Regions from separate parts of the Mus musculus genome. Here region 2 is linked to region 1. A link is a contact called in public promoter capture Hi-C data. All regions are on one chromosome and are shown on one strand. Each heading gives the region's core, a stretch centred on a gene start, on an enhancer-like site or on the middle of the called end of the contact. The rest is flanking DNA. Distances are from core to core; before and after follow the strand shown.

Evidence for each region. Promoter capture Hi-C pulls out the DNA fragments that hold promoters and counts their contacts.
Region 2: a promoter capture Hi-C map of liver shows a contact between it and region 1. The contact joins the promoter of Cyp7a1 here to the enhancer-like site in region 1. A contact is called at or near these places in 8 of 39 promoter capture datasets (3T3-L1-derived adipocytes, the HPC-7 cell line, HPC-7-derived erythroid cells and 4 more), 8 of 484 Hi-C or Micro-C datasets (the 3T3-L1 cell line, effector CD8 T cells, embryonic fibroblasts and 3 more), 4 of 115 datasets of contacts at active chromatin or transcription factors (CD8 T cells, embryonic stem cells and liver) and 3 of 9 other capture datasets (adipose tissue, embryonic stem cells and pancreatic islet).

The regions. Positions count from the first base shown.
Region 1 is chr4:6,220,808-6,223,419 of GRCm38.p6, forward strand. No RefSeq gene overlaps it. Among named protein-coding and RNA genes, the nearest start is that of Ubxn2b, 31 kb to the left of the region's middle. Within about 2 kb of position 1,329, at least 45 of the 459 cell types and tissues checked have an H3K27ac peak or open chromatin away from gene starts, as enhancers often do. A contact at or near this core is called in adipose tissue, liver, pancreatic islet and 1 more, where this site is marked.
Region 2 is chr4:6,274,316-6,276,927 of GRCm38.p6, forward strand. It overlaps Cyp7a1 (cytochrome P450, family 7, subfamily a, polypeptide 1), which reads right to left and starts at 1,317. Exons shown (of 6, transcript NM_007824.3): 1 at 1,177-1,317. The coding sequence starts at 1,256. RefSeq lists a promoter at 1,285-1,635.

The DNA of each region.
Region 1 (2,612 bases), core at 79-2,578:
CCTTTCCCTCTGCAGTCTGCAGGAGCTTGGCCCTGTGTCTGAGTACTGGAACATTCAGAGACTACTAAGCGCCCTTTTGACTTTGTGCCCTCCTCTACGCAATGTACCTTTGAATGTGTTTTTCAGAACAAAGTAATAAAGGGTTATTTTATGTGCTTTTCATTTTAAAAATCTTCCCCATTTTATTTTGATTTTTAACTCTATGGCAAAGTCTTATTTCCTTGCTAACTTTGCCACTTTTATTTTAGGGTCAAGAACGATAACTCATTTTTAGTGTTATATGCCAATCTGTGTTAATTTAAAAGTGGCAAATATAAATAATACATATTTTTAGGAAATGGTAGACTTGAAAAATCATATTGTGAGCATAGTTGAGAGCAAATGGACAAATGGGCTGCTTTCAGTAGCCTGGGATTTGTACTAAGGTTTAAAGCTGTAAGAGTAAGAAAGTCTTAAATGTTCTTGTTTCCTGAAGATGGATACAATGTTACATTCAACATTCTAAGGCATGAGGTATTTATTTTTATTCATGTAATAAAGTTGTATGCAAAACCATGTTTTCATGTTTATAAAAATGCATAATAATGAGTCTAGGAATACCCCTTAAAACATATAAATATTTATATGGAAGTGTTTAAAATATTGTGCACATAGGTACTTTATAGCAACTCAGACTGTCTTTCTTTGTATTCTGTAATACTAAGCATGTATGCCATTCCGTTTTGATAAAGAGTACATCTCTTTGAGATGTGTGGGTTTATTTCTTACCGAAGCCTTCCTGAGATCAGCATTCTCTACAGCTGTGTTATAGATGATGTCACTGTATTGAATAGCTTGTCCTGATTTTAGCTTAATAAATACCGTTTGCTCAGAGAAGCCTCCTTTCGTGCCTCAGTGTGACATCTCTGTCTCCATAGCCCCCTTACCCTGTTTACGGGAGCTTCTCCTAATGGTAGTAACTTAGCTTCTTGTCTGCTAGCACTTCTCATTCCCCAACATCTCAGACAGGGCAGGGACTTTGGTCCACGGGATCCCTAGGTCGCATGCCAGTACTTTACGTAAGAGTGGCTCTGAATGGCCAAGTGATAAGTTAGTACGAAAATAGCAGTCTCTGGACACTGGACAACGTATGCATTTATGTTTCTAAACAGAGATTCAGAAAGATACCAAGAACTGATACCGACAATAGCAAATGTTTGTAACTTTACTGGGTTTGGAAAGGAGAATACATTCTGGAAATGTCATCATGGTTCATTTCCAGGACTAGTTGCATATGTAGCATAGTGAAAGTAAAGTGCCCAGTGGCTGTCCTTGGTAATGGCTGGAAACACCCAAGGAACTCCTTCCTGGGGAACTAACAGCAGGAGATGTTTTCTGAGTCCCTGTCTGTGTGCGCTGATTGCAGAAGTGTGACAATAAGGGAGATCCTACTAAGAGTCCTGTGTCTGAGAGTAACTCTGACCTCTGGTACACTCAGGGGAGAGGGAAATGGTCTGTACAACAGACATTCCCCTTCAAGGAGAGGAACGTGCAACCGTGATGTTCCCATGGAATTTTCCATCTGCACTTCCTTGTCTTTGTTCTCCTTGGTGATCCGTTATTTAAAACGTTCTGCTGATGAACTGAGCTCTGCTCTCCGCAGCCAGATCCAGTGGAAAGTTTTCAACCTGCTGAATGGTTTCTATTTGTTTGCTCAAAAGCAACCATAAGGTCACGGTCATGTAGTCTGAAATAAGTTTGTATCTTTATACAGACCTCGGTGCTAACATAATATCTACTCACTTTTCATTAATTTCACATGGCTACCGATGCCCCTAAAATGTGAAAGAGCAGTTCAGAAAATATAACTAGTAAATTGAGTGTCCATTAAAATATATTTAATAATCTTTTAGATTAAGAAGCGTCAGAAGAGCAAATGATAATAGAGACTTAACAACAGGGCAGCAGACATCTTGCATAATCCAGCATGAGGAGCTGTTGATTTTGGCCCAGCTCTAAATTGGCTGCACCTCTAAAGATGTCTCACTTTCATGATATATTGTTCTTGTTCTCTGACTATACTCCATTGTGCAATCTCCCACGCAAGCAGAGGCAGCAGAAATGGCCTGTAGTTACGGATTTCCAAATAACCTTTATAAGCACATAAGAAACTCCGCAAACATGCATGTGTTTCAGTGTTCTTGGAATTATTTTGAGAAAGATGTGGTGGAAGTCTACATTTTGATATCCCAAAATAATAAACTCAACAGATTCATTTTTACTTACATACATGGATTTTAATTATACTTGACAAAACCCAGCCCTAAAGCTCCTGATAGCAAGAAGCATTGTCTGTGCAGTCCATGAAGTAAGTCACTCTTAGCACAGCTGTATTCCCTCCCAGGCATCTGGGGCTCTTCCTGTTCTTATTTTTGTTTAATCTGGTTTTGGTGTAAGGAAGACGGCAGCATACTGACGCAACTCCAGGTTGTTGTGCCTATTCCTTGGTGATATTGGCTATGAGATAAGTTTGGCTTGCACCCAGTTGCAAAGGGCTGCCAGACAAGTCACAAGTTATTTTTCACTTCTCCTAAAATGGTAGTTTTTAATAAGGAGAACCCATCTTAATCTAT
Region 2 (2,612 bases), core at 67-2,566, 53 kb after region 1:
GGGCTACAGTGTTAAAGTTTTAACAATCTACAGAATTTAAAATACTAGCATCCTGAGGACTGGAGGTGTGGCTCAATGGTGGAGCTCTTGATAACATTTATAAAACCTTCCCTTTGATCCTCAACTCTGGAAAAAAGAACATTATTATTCTGAGATGATATTTGAAGTGAATAGGAATCTCATTTGGAAAATTAGATCATTATAAAATGAAATTGGATCAAGTAAACATTGGCAAACCATGAACTAAAATCCAATACTCTTTTACTCTTTCTTAAATGTTTTATTAAAATTATAAGCTTATTTATTTCCCAATAAATTATATATTTAGTGTTTTCTACTATTTATTTCAAGCTTCCTAACTACAGTTTGTAGACACTTCTTTTGATGATGGGGACCCTGCTTTTTTATTAAAACAGTGGGTTTTTTTAGCCTATTAAGATATTGGTGAAGAATATCTCTTCATCTCTTCTAAGAATAATTGAGTATAATTGATATTTCCTTTCTTAGCATGACGATAAGCTGTTTAATTTAAACTGGTAACTATCAGCCGAAGAGGCAAAGAAACACTTTTTAAACTAAGAGAACACATACTGGTTTACCTCTCTGAAGATAATGCCAGGGGTATTGTCCTATTTTGATGTTGACAGTCCAGAAAATATCTAAATATCCTGCCCCGAAATGTTCTTTGAGTCATTCAAAATGATATCATGTGCAGGCACCAAAGCTTCCCAGTCACACAGTTGGTTAACATTGGAAAGAAAAGTTAGAGGCAGACAAACTCAGGCTCTGTGCTCTCACCCAAGCTTAGACGGAGTCTGCAGAAAACCCAGATGACTGCACACTTGCTTAGGCAGAGCATCTAGTCAGTTCATGTCACAGAAAGAACCCCTCTAAATATTACTCTTCTCAGCTTAGGTTTGCTCCACACACGCATACATAAACTTGCATCAAAAACTTGTAATTTTTTAGTTATGTTTAACAAGATCTGCATTACCAGTGGTGAATGTGAATATGCTAAGGGGAACTATCTATATCTTGTTAGATTTAGTCAAAGATGTGTCTTTTAAATTTAAAATTAAAAGTACTAATGTACTAGTATTTTTTTCATGCTGTGTAATCATGAAGGTATTGAATACTAGAAATAAATTAAGACAAATTTAAAAAATGTTTCCATACCTTCTCCTTATTCCAATGATAAACCATATGCAACAGCTCACTACCACAGCAATCCCCCAGATCAAAGAAATGCTCATCATTTTGCAAAAGCAGGAAAACGTCCCAAGGGGAGAATCTGTGCTTAGCAAAGCAAGACGGTCCAGAAACTGTGGCTCTAACTAGGCTTTATATATGCACAGGACCATGATCCAATAACTTGAACTTGGGTGACCAGAGCAAACACTAACTATTTGTCCTCCTAAAAAAAAGAAAAAAGAAAAAAGAAAAAAATAGCATTATCTGGCCTTGAACTAAGTCCATCTTCTCAGAAGAGGCTCCAGAACAAGCAGAGAGCTGCAATAGTCGATAAGCCGAAGGTCTGTCCCTCATGTGCTGACATAACATTCAAAGCTGGGGACAACAGCTAACACTGTGCTTCTGTGTGTAGAAAAAGAAGTAAACACACTACAGAAGAGCTCACCTACCAAAGATGTGGAGTGTGTTGTAAAGCAAAACAGGCAGAAGCTTTCCATCCTGGCTTTAATACTGGCTGTCCATGTCATTAACCTTTGGGGAAAATTATTTAAATTAATTTCCAGAAGTATACAGCAACCGATCCTAAAGGATGTGAACGGTGTGGAACAGTTTGTTTTGTTTGTTTCTTTGTTTGTTTGTTTTTGCTTGATTGTTCAGTGTGTTTATAAAGCCACAGGTGCTTCATGTAGTCTATCTACTATCGTCGAAATAGAAAACCTCCCAGCACTCATCTTCTAGGCAGCCATAGCTTGAGAATTCACTCTTTACCAATTTTTATTTGTAATTAAGATGTACTTTTATTTCAAATAAAGACTACAACACTTCTTGTCAAAGTAAATATGAATTCATAATTTACCTCTTATACTACTCATAAACTGGTATACAACTTTCCCAACTTTACTCAGCATAATCTTTCATTTTGTGCTGAAGATTGAACCAATGGCCCCACTCCTCCAAGGCAAGCACTCTACCGCTGATTTACACCCCAGCTCCCTACTTAACATAAATATTAATTGAGCATTTTTATGTTCCAGGAACTCTTTGAAGATATTCTGGTTTCAGGTACTAACAAGACAGGGAGTTTCTCTACTGAAGATTGTATTTTGATGGGGAGACAGCAAATATGTGTTGTGTATCCATAAAATGAGGTGTATAGGGATAAATATGGCTTTAAATATGTTGATAGGAGAAGCTTTTTTGAAAAGATGATACTTGAGATAGAATAGCTAAGGAAAGACATTTCCAGGAGAGGGGACAGCAAAGGTGAAGTTCCTGAGCAGAGAGAGGATGAACTTGGTGTGCTAAAACACAGAATGAACAAATGGAGGATAGAAGATGGAGTTGGGTTTAAGAAAGAGACTAGAAGATAAGCAAAAATTAGTTCATATAGGGCTGCTTCTATATGCTTCATATAGAGTGGA